2 separate regions of the Lactuca sativa genome follow, and region 1 is linked to region 2. Evidence: chromatin contacts called from public Hi-C data. All regions are on one chromosome and are shown on one strand. Each heading gives the region's core, a stretch centred on a gene start, on an enhancer-like site or on the middle of the called end of the contact. The rest is flanking DNA. Distances are from core to core; before and after follow the strand shown. Region 1 holds the start of LOC111905144 (receptor-like kinase TMK4). Region 2 holds the start of LOC111905165 (probable glucan endo-1,3-beta-glucosidase A6).

Region 1 (5,836 bases), core at 1,577-4,076, 240 kb after region 2:
AAAATGTAAAAAGATTGTCTCTTTAGTTGCATGGAACATTCAAGATGACTAATCTTGAAACAAAACGTGTAAAAGGTAAAGGTTGTCTTTTTAGTTGCATAAAAAACTAAAGGTTACTACCCTTAAAACAAAATGTGTAGAAAACTTGTCTTCTTAGCTTGCATTGCATAGAACATTAAAGATTACTAATCTTGAAACAAAATGTGTAAAAAGACACTCTTTTTAGTTGCAACTTGCATCTAACACTAAAGATTATACTAATCTCCAAACCAAATGTGTAAAAAAGTTTGCCTTTTTAGTTGCAACTTGCATCAACACCTTTTGCATTTAGGGTTGTAGGGTTGCTAGAAAAACAACCCTTTTTTGCATAAACATAAGATTAATAATCTTGAAACAAATTATATATATAAAAAAAAAAAATTTAGTACTCACCAGCATACTCGGGTGCAAGATAACCGAAAGTCCCCGCAAGTCGTGTCTCAACCGAATACTTCCCATCCGGTGCATTCTTAACCAAACCAAAATCCGCAACTTTAGCCCTCATATCATCACCAAGAAGAATATTTGAAGGTTTCAAATCTCTATGAATAAAACTTTGTTGTGCCAAACTATGCAAATACTCAACCCCTCTTCCCACATCTAAAGCAATCGAAACCCTTTGTTTCCAACTAAGTGGAGGTGTCTTATGTTCACTCCATTCAAACAAATGTTGACTTAAAGTCCCTTGTGGCATATACTCATACACCAAAAGTCGCTCATTTCCATTGATACAATACCCAAGAAGTGCCACTAAATGTCTATGTCTAACCTTAGTGAGAACCGCAATTTCAGCTTGAAATTCGTTTAACCCTTTTGTTCCCATGACACCCGATTCCATTCTTTTGACTGCAATTTTTGTTCCATCGTGTAATTCCCCTTTGTAAACGACCCCAAATCCACCTCTTCCTAGTATGTTATCTTCACTGAAATTGTTCGTGACTTGTCGGAGAACTTGAATTGAAATTACGACATTACCCCCTTCGAAAACATGCATTTCACTATGGTCGCCGGAGCTCTGGCTCTGCAACTCGCTAAATCCGCCATTGAATCCGTTTGAACTGGTTCCGATGACGCTTGGTTTCATCAGTTCTTGACCGATTTCTGGGTTCTCAACACGACCGAACTTTTGGTGTTTCTTCTTCGCACAACACTTGAAGAAAACAAAGAACACGATTGCGAGAAAAACAAGAACGCCGATGACGATTCCGGCGATCATACCACCGGAGACGGGTGACCCTTTTGAGGAGCCAGATGGGTTTTTACCGGGATCGGTGGAGCTCGGTGTAGATCCAGGTGGGCCCGGAGGTCCAATTGGAACGTCTTGACCTAATAATGGATTGCCATCATGTGAAAACTTTATTCCGTTTTGTGGGAACGATGGTATAGCACCGGAGAGATTGTTGTTGGATAGATCAAGAAGTTGAAGATTCGGCAAGGATGTTAAGTTTGAAGGAATAATGCCAACGAGATTGTTATCGTTTAATGATAAACTTCTTAACGAGGTCAAATTTGCGAACGCCGGTGAAATCGTACCTGAGAGCTTCTGCCTCGATAAGCTCACGGAGGTGACATTCTTCCCGGAAGAATCACAGCTAACGAAGCTCCAGCTGTCGCAGGCGTTGTTTCCTTGCCAAGATTCCGCTAACGACATCGGATATCCAACTGCTCCGGCGACCTCGAGGAGCGCCGTTACTTGTGGATCACATGGTCCCGGATTAGGTGAACAGAAGCTATTGGAAGTGATATCGGAGGTGACATTAGAGCCAAACACAGGCAATGGACCTTGCAACTTGTTGTTTCGTAGAGAAATCTTTGATAATTGGGGAAGAGACATCAGCGACGGAGGAACGATTCCGGTGAACTGATTATCCCGGAGTTGTAAATCGTTCAGATTAGTGCATTTCGAGAGATCCGGAATAGCACCGGTGAATGCGTTAGCTTGTAGCCATACTTGAGAAAGTTGTGTCATTGAAGAAAGCACATCAAGGGTACCAGAAAGTCCACTTTCTTGATTGTTGAGCCATAGATTCTGGATTTCGGAACCCCCAAAAGTCTTCGGTAGGTTTCCGGTGAGATTGTTGTAAGACAGCCGGAGGTTCTGCAAATTAGGGAAACTATCAAAGATGTCCGGGATGGATCCCATTATCTTCGCGTTACTCGCCTGAAACGTCTGCAGATTGCTGCTATCCGTGAGATGATTGGGAAGAACCCATGGAGACAGATCTAAGTTGTCTGAAATGCTAAAACTCTGTAGATTCGTCAGACCCAGAAAGAAATCCGATGGGATAGAAGTGAAGTTATTGCCATCAAGGAACACTGATTCGAGGAAAGTGAGATTCGCTAAGGTAGGTAAATCGCCGGAGAGGAAGTTGCTTTGTAGGGCGAGGGTTTTGAGTTGGGAGAGCTGGTTCAGGTCGGAAGGGAGGTTTCCGGTGAGAGATTTGGAAGCGAGATTAATGGCGGTGACACGTTTGGGATTGGAGTTGTCACAGTTGATTCCATTCCATGAACAGAAATCAGTGCCTGTCCAGCTTGATGGGGCGGGAGAGATGGAGGCGGCGAGCTTAGACATGACGGCGGCATCATCGGCGGTGGAGAAAGAGAGGATGAGGAGGAGACAGGAGAGGAGACAGAGGAGGAGACGGTGGTTGGCAACTTCATGTGCCATTGTTGTTGACTGGGGAAGCCTTGAAGTTATGGTGGGTGAAGCCGAAGCTGTGAAGAGACCATATATGGGAAAAGACAGCTGCGTTTGTTTATTTCTTTGTCCGAGAGAACCAAAACCAACGCGTTGTTTCAGCTTTTTTTTTCACCGTTTTGACCGCACTTGTCTTTCTATCTTATTTTCAAAAATTACCTCAAAGATTAGGCATCCTTCATATTTGGTCCCTCCGTTAATTATTCGGAAACAAATCTTGGAATGGTTTTAGGGGGTGTTTATAGGATTCTTTTTTAACTCTCATAGTGTTTTTAAGTATTTATTGATTTAAAGTGGTAAATAATTTATTTTTAAAAAAATGTTTATGGTAAAAAACCTGATAAGCTAAAAAGTATTTGGTTTAAAATCTTATTTTTGAAGTAATTTTGGTTAAAAAAATCCAAGTTTTATATGTTTTTTAAAACATGTTTTTGAAGCTAATGTAAAAGTTATTCTGAAAAATGTTTTTGTGTTTGCCAATCTCTGGGCCCCGCCCTTGTCCTGCTACTGATGAGTCATGGAATCCCGTCCATACTCCTGCTGATGGTGAGGTACGGGCCCAGCCCACCCTCACTCTTTCCCTAACTTGGGCCTTGCCCCTGATCTGCTGCTACTGAGATGTGGAACACCATCCACATTCTACTATTGGGGAGATACGGGACCTTGCCCACACTCACCTCCCTACCAGGCACATACAAGTATCACACAGATAACAAGTATAAACTATCACATAAACCATTCCTTGGGCACCCACCCTCTATCCTTGGACCTCGTCCCGGATATCATACTAGCATACTGTGCCTAGGGCTAACCCCCGGGTCTTCTACTCATAACTACATGGGCTGGCATTGTGGCCGTAGACCCATTCACACAAAGGGAAACTCACCTACACCGGCTGAACTGGCTGATGAACCCACTAGCTGCTGCACGGCAACTCTCTGAACCCCTGCTCCACTCGGTCCCTGAGCTACCAATATCAATGCAACACTGAGTCTAACCGACCCCCGAAAGACAACCAAGTCAACTCCGGTCAAAGTCAAAGTCCTCGTCAAACTCAATCCTCCATGTCAACCCTACTCGCCGAGTCATCCTATTGACTCGTCGAGTTCATATGTTCAGAGTCCTATTCGCGACTCGACTTGTCGAGTCAGTCCATGACTTACCGAGCCTACCGATTTCCGAGTCCTGACCTGTCCAACTCACCGAGTCTCCAATCGACTCACTGATTCGAGTCTAAACTCGAAGGGTTTGGGGTTTCGCAACCTGACTCGCCGAGTCCAAGACAACCTTCAACAGACTCGCTAAGTTGTTCATCCAACTCGCCGAGTTCCTGCCCAACTTCATCGGACTCGACGAGCTGTTCATCCCACTCGTCGAGTTCCTCCTCATCTTCATGCTGCTCGCCGATTCTATTCAGATCTCTATACATGCAGAGGACTTTTGAGTCATGCATGGACTCCAAACTGTAGATCTACCCTTCCCAAGCCTATTCCTCACGTAAAGTTGCAAACTTTATGTGTAGAGAAGGAGATCTAGGCAAAATACACCATAAACTAGGGTTTAAGGCAAAGAGGCTCCATAATCAACTCAAGGGCTGAAACTTTATGCTTTCCAAGACCAAAATACACTTAGATCTGAAGTAGCAACTTCAGATCCGGCTTCCAACTCAAATGGATCACTACTCATGGCTAAAAGCCCCAAAACTCACAACCAAAATAGATCTAAAGGAAGGGAAACGACTTAATACCTTCAGATGTTCAGAAATATCTTCCCAATCTCAGATCTATAGCCCCCTCCATGCACCTTCAAGATCCTTCTTCCTTCTCCAAGCTTTAATGCACTCCTCAAGACAATAATTAGCTCAAAAATGGATATGGAGGCTAGGGTTTGGTGTTCTGGGTTAGAGGGGCTGTAAAGGAACCCTAAGGGAGAGAATGAGGCGCTTAAATAGGCCCCAAGTCCCAAATTTAGGGTTTTCCTCGAACAGACCTGACTCGTCGAGTCTCCTTGGCCAACTCGCCGAGTCGGTCACTTACTCCTCGACCCGGATCCCGCTTGGACTCGTCGAGTCCCCCTTAAAGTTAGGGTTTTCATTCCTTTCTTGGCCTTCAAAAACTTTGGGTGTTACAACTCTCCCCCACTTAAACTAAACTGCGTCCTCGAAGTTTGCTATGGCCCACCGCCTGCGATCTGCTTTCATAACCCACCAATCATCCCAACACCAGTTGCCTACCTTCGTTGGTCTTCCACCCGGTCATTCTGACTAACATAATCCTTGCGGATAAAAAGCTCCGGTCGAACCTGACCCTGAACATCTTGGAAACACAACTTACTCGCCGACAATCCTTCTAGTACTCCCCGAGTACTGCACTGAACCTATAGGGGTTCACCCCTTCTTCCTCATGTGATTCCCTTGCCTTCCTAAGGCGATGCTCCAAAAACAACTATCTCCTCTGTCACTGTGAAGATCCTATCTTCACCAATCCATTATTCCCGCTAAATCCAGTACGGGTCATCACCGCCAGTAACCACTGACACTCCTCTCTGTCATAACTTGGTGTCGAGCACCCCTTGACTCAACTAACTGAATTCCACCATAAGCCGTTTACCCGCACTACTTCTGACTAGAAATTTCTGCCATTCCTCATCTGCCTTCCGGATGAACTGAGACCACTCTGGTCACTACCAACCTTTCAATATCTGGACTACCGGCTCCCACCAGTAGCTAGTCCCAACACCTCCACTAGTCTCTCCCAGCGACTTCCGAAGAACTTTGACCACCTATAACTGCTCAATCTATTCTGCCATTCAGGCACTACAAACCTGGGATCCCCGATCCCCTAACTTGACACTAAGGTCCCTACCAGGTCCCACCTGTGCTGCTAAAACTCACGGGTCTCGCCCACGGGTCCCACTCGCCTCTATCCTTCTAGTCTTACTAGTCTAAACACTCTCGCTCGGGCCTCGCCCACGGGTCCCACCCAGCCACACTACTGAGCAACCCTGCTCTCAGGTCTCATCTACACTGCTAACCTCATACGGGCCTCGCCCACGGGTCTCACCCAACTATATCTTGGAGCGGCCTCTCCCAAGGTCTCA
Region 2 (5,471 bases), core at 2,088-4,587:
CAAACACCTTAATATTCAACTCCTACACTTATAATACTTTGAGCAACCTCTACTATAAGGATTAGAAGGAGGAGGAGTACAGCTGCCGGATTTTGTATAAGCTTCACCACCACCACCACCACCACATGCCGGCTGATCTCTCTTCAAAGCTCCGGTAGAAATATACCTCTTTTCTTCCAAATACCTTCTTGAAATATCCGATTCCAACAACTCCTCCACTAAATCTTCTAATGAACCATAACGAGGCGGTGTTGCGGTGTTTTCCGGCAAGAAACTTGCATCTACATGGTGGTGGAGGGCGGCGGAGAAGAGAGATAGGTGGAGGAGAAGAATCTTGATGGGGATTGGTGATTCCATTGGTGTAATGGGACTTCTTTGAGTTTTTTGTATTTCCCACTTTGAATGCACTTTATATTAATGGTTGCAAGTGGATGCCACAATGTTGGTATAAAGATACCACTTCACCTAACTTTGAATTCATACACTATGTTTTTTTTTCCTTAAAAAGTTATATGCGTCTTTTGAAACTACACTTGAGGTTTTTTATGTGACATAGATCCTATGTTTACGAATTTTTTTAACTAGATCTAATGTAAATATATAATTTTATTGGCAATTTAAGAAAAAGTAATTGAAGAAAAATAATAGGGAAAATGACTTAGGAGGGTAACTACCTCTTATCCGTGTTCATATATTAGCAACTTCTTCTTTTTTGTACATAATAAAGCAACTAACCTGTTTTAACTGTTTAAATTACAACAATATTACCGACTAATACCTGTTTTAACCGGTGACTCAAAGGGAAAATGACTTAGGAGGGTAACTACCTCTTATCCGTGTTCACATATTGGCAACTTCTTATTTTTTGTACATAAGAAAGCAACTAACTTGTTTTAACTATATAACATCCTAAAAATCATGACCAAAAATTTCGTTTTTAATTTAATACTAAAACCATAATTGTCAAACCATTAATTTAATACTCCGGCATTAGGCCCCGCCTGGCATCGAGCCCGCTCGGTATACATATCTGTCTCTCTTAGGCCCCGCCCGCTAAACACATACAATCATATAACATGCTAACACATAAAGAAACATACTCTATTGTATCCATGTCCTAAGAAACATTCTCTGCTAATAATGAGATACAGAACATCGTCCGTACTCAACTAGTGATGAGATACGGGACCTCGCCCACACTCACCTCTTTACCAGACACATACAAGTATCACATAGACAACAAGTATAATCTAACATGCAAACATTCCTCGGGCACCCGCCCGACATCAGACCTTGGTCTGGAATAACATACTAGCATACAATGCATAGGGCTAACCCCCGGGACTTTCTACTTATAGACTACATGGGCTGGCATTGTGGCCTTAGACCCATTCACACAGTGAGGAGACTCACCTTGCACTGCTGAAGCCCTGGCTGGAACTAGCTGAGTACGGACGAAGTTCCGTATCTCATTATTAGCAGAGTATGTTACTTAGGACAGCGATACAGTAGAGTATGTTTCTTTATGTGTTAGCATGTTATATGATTGTATGTGTTTAGCGGGCGGGGCCTAAGAGAGACATATCGGTATACCGAGCGGGGCTCGATGCCAGGCGGGGCCTGATGCCGGGCGAGGCCCGATGCCGGAGTATTAAATAAATGGTTTGACAATTATGGTTTTAGTATTAAATTAAAAACGAAATTTTTTATCATGATTTTTGGGATGTTACACAGCTAAAACAAGTTAGTTGCTTTCTTATGTACAAAAAAATAAGAAGTTGCCAATATGTGAACACGAATAAGAGGTAGTTATCACTTCAATACAATTGATTTAGACAACTATCTACTATTGACCCTAAGACTTTTTTGTAAGTATAATGTACAAAGTTCTATAGTGTATAATAATCACTTTAGTGGCTTAAGTGAGACATGAAAAAGTACGTTTTTATTCTATAAAATTAATCCTTTAGATATATGACACTCATAAAATTTCCTTAATACCTTAATGGTGTAAGAATCAATTTTCGAAATAGAAATTACAAGGGGTGTAACTATTAATTTTCTAAATATATAAAATAGCGTATTTTGGATTTTTGGTGGAAGAATGAAAATCGAAATCCTTTCACCCATCCCTAGGTCCGACAAAATCCATCAACCATAGAATTTGAAGAATACGATGGAATTGAATTTCCTCAATTTAAAATAAAATCTCAAATTCCAATTCCGAATCCAAAACCTTACACACCTTTAGAATCAACAATCATGTCTTAACTCTTATACGCCTTTCCACTCAAGTCCACTTCATAAACCGGACTCCCATCCGGATGCAACAACCCCCAATGCCTCTCCGATTCCGGACCAAACTTTTCATTCTCATCATACAATGAAAAAATATAAGTCGGAATCACAATTCCGGTTCTAGCCGGGGTTCCCTTTGGTGGGACCATGGTCATTTTTCTTACAATATTCCGGTTATACATTGCGGCATTCTCTCTATTCGCTCCAATTCCACCTTCATGTGGCCAACCGGTTTCGGCTACACCGATCTTCACATCATTGTAGCCCAGTTTAGCCATCGCGAAAACCACGGAATCAAGCATTTGATCCAAAAGGTTCGTGTAGGTCAACCCACTCATCGGGTCCATATATATTTGATGTCCACCAAGTAAAGCATAATCAAGATTTATACTCGCCGGATTATCCGCCCATGAGAAATACGGGTAAACATCCACGAAAAAAACCGAATTCGACTCGCGTAAAAACTCAAGTAATGGGACAATTTCGTGGACGATTTCGCCCCTAAATTGTCCGCTCGAGGGTGGAAATGTGTTCTCCATGATGTCCATAGCGAGAGGGGTACTGATTTGGATATTGCTAATCCCTTCGGTTGTAAGGGCGTCGCGAATCCGTTGCATGGCGGGGACAAGATCGTCCATTATTTGTCGATCTTGATCGGTGCTCGAAAAACTTAACACCTCATTTCCAACAAGGATAAATCGGATCATGGTTTCAGGGTAATGGTTAATGACATGTTCAAAAACCCATTGATTTGCAAGTTCTTGATTTCTAGCAATGGCGGATATTTCATCGTTCGTGACCATTATCATGACTTCGAGTTTCGTGCCGGATAGTAGTCGGAGGATTTCTGGGTCGGCATCGTAGAGTTTGACCCGACCCGCTTTTAGGGTTTGGAGCAGTTCGATGGATCGAGATGGTGATGGGAGGTTGTTACCTACTCGGCCGAAGTTTACGCCGATTTTGGTTGACGATATTGCCCTTGAGAAAGCAAGGAGATAGAGGAATGTGAGGGGTAGAATGGTCATTTTGGTAAATGTTGTGTTTTTTCATGAAATGGTGAGGGTGAGATATAAGGTGGCATATATAGCGAAATAGGGTTGAGGAATGTGTGGGATTGTTGACCTACCTACGAATCTTTAAGGCTTAAAGGATCCAAAGGAGTGGGAAGTTAGAATTTTTGTAGTTTATAGATATGAAGGTGAAGAAGGCAAAGGTTATGATTTATGTGTGAAGCTTTGTTTAACCCTTTTGGTTATGTTAATTTCATTTAAGTTCCTTGGTTATGAAATATAGGCTAACGTAAGGTGTTCTCTCCAAAGATATTAAAATAATGCGCATAACATGCATCTAAGCATATGGTGCTTTTTTGGGATGAGTATTTTATATGGTGATTATTGGATTTTTATAAGGAAAAGGGAATGTAAGCAATAATGCTTATCCATGTGTGTGAGCATCAGTGTTTTTGAATTTCTCAAGTGTTGTTTTTGTCTATTTTTTAACATTGATTTCATCAATTTTTACTGATTGTTGTCGATCTTAGATTAGTTATTATCAATTTTATTTTTCTTCAAACGAACAGAGTAAAGGATCTATGAAAGACATTGAATACAATGATTGAACACGTGACCTTAGGGCTCAAGCCTCAAGGGAGCGGAAAGCCCATTGAACAGGATAAAGTACCATAACCATAGTACAAAATGGGCTCAACTTAATTATAAAATGGGCTGAATTTACACTTTCTACTTTGCACTTGTTTATAGACATCGCTTAGTTAATTTGTTGGTTTTCTTCTCTTGTAGGTTTCGGGACAAAAGACGAATTTTCAGACAACTTTAACATCTCCGACGAACCTCCGGTCATTTCTCCGGCGATATATGATTTTTCTGGCGAACTTCATCTTCATCTTCATATGAAAACATATATATCATTGATTTTCGAACAACACTTTATGTTCTTGTTCACATTGCAATACAGATCCACCTTATAAAAAATGCTCACCGGAAACCTAACCTTAATCAGCGCGACTTCACCTTAGTCTGCTCCTGTTTCTTGTTTCTTGTTTCTTGCTGATTTATGTGGTCCGCGTGTGTTGTTTCTTGTTGATCCCAATTTTCTAGCTTGTTTCTAATATAAAGTCACAAGAAATCTAAACAAATCTCATGAAAACATATGAAGATTAAGTTGAAGTTCGCCGAAAAAATCATATTTTGCCGGAGAAGATGACCAGAGGCTTGCCGGAGATGCCACAATCACCGGAAAATCCATCTTTTGGTTGAAAACCTATAAGATGTCATAAGGACGTAACGTGGACAAAAGCAACAAGTTAACTGATGTATTTTGAAAAAGAAAAACAATAGTGACAAAACATGTACAATACAAAAACAATATTATCCTTTAAAGTCGTTATGCCTTCATAGACGAAACTTACACATATAGATTGGTCTTGGATCGGTCCTAAAAAAAATCAAATCCGAACTAAAATAAAATCGATCCAAGAAATACCTGACTGAAAAAAACCATCTGATACAAGTCCAACAAAATACCAAAATGCTCTGAGACCGGTCCAAAATTAGATTGTTCTGACTTCTAAGACCAATCCAAACCTAAATCGTTTTGAGACAGGTCCTAAAAAAATAGAATGTCAAGTCTCAAAGACTATTAATACCACAACTCATTTTATAGATAAGCTGCTATCTTTAAATTATAAGATTGTTAAGTAATGATAGATCTCAAACTATAATATAAACAATATGTTGATAACTTATTTTTATTGTTAGCTATATAGTAATATGACTTTTTATATAATAAACCGTAACAAAATATTTTTGATGGGTAAGTGAGAAATTTTCATTTAATTATTTTGTTTTCTTTAATTATACATATATAGTTTAATTCTATTCAAAACATTTTCCTTGTATGTGTATTGCTATATTCCTTAGATGTTTCTGATACTTGACAATTTTTGTGCACCTCTAGACGAAACCTTTAATTTTATGTTATGAAATGGAGATATGAATGACTTGATTTGGGTAAAATGACATTCAAGTTGGAAAGTTCGGTTTTTATAGTTTGTTAAATCCTCCGATTTCAATATTTTCGGGTTTGCTGTTCTTCTTTTGGTTTGTACTTTTTGGGTTTTCGGTTTGAAAACAACTTTTTTCCAACCTATGGGT

The links. A called contact is a pair of places that touch in the nucleus more often than the background predicts.
Region 1: a contact with region 2 is called in a Hi-C map of leaf, with 7 times the contacts expected there. The contact joins the promoter of LOC111905144 here to the promoter of LOC111905165 in region 2. A contact is called at or near these places in 2 of 4 Hi-C or Micro-C datasets (both in leaf).

The regions. Positions count from the first base shown.
Region 1 is chr2:119,292,445-119,298,280 of Lsat_Salinas_v11, forward strand. LOC111905144 (receptor-like kinase TMK4) reads right to left here and starts at 2,827. Exons shown (of 2, transcript XM_023900816.3): 1 at 433-2,827. The coding sequence starts at 2,707.
Region 2 is chr2:119,048,422-119,053,892 of Lsat_Salinas_v11, forward strand. It overlaps LOC111905165 (probable glucan endo-1,3-beta-glucosidase A6), which reads right to left and starts at 3,338. Exons shown (of 1, transcript XM_023900835.2): 1 at 2,268-3,338. The coding sequence starts at 3,338. The coding sequence ends at 2,268. It overlaps LOC111905166 (protein RALF-like 32), which reads right to left and starts at 401. Exons shown (of 1, transcript XM_023900836.3): 1 at 1-401. The coding sequence starts at 357. The coding sequence ends at 16.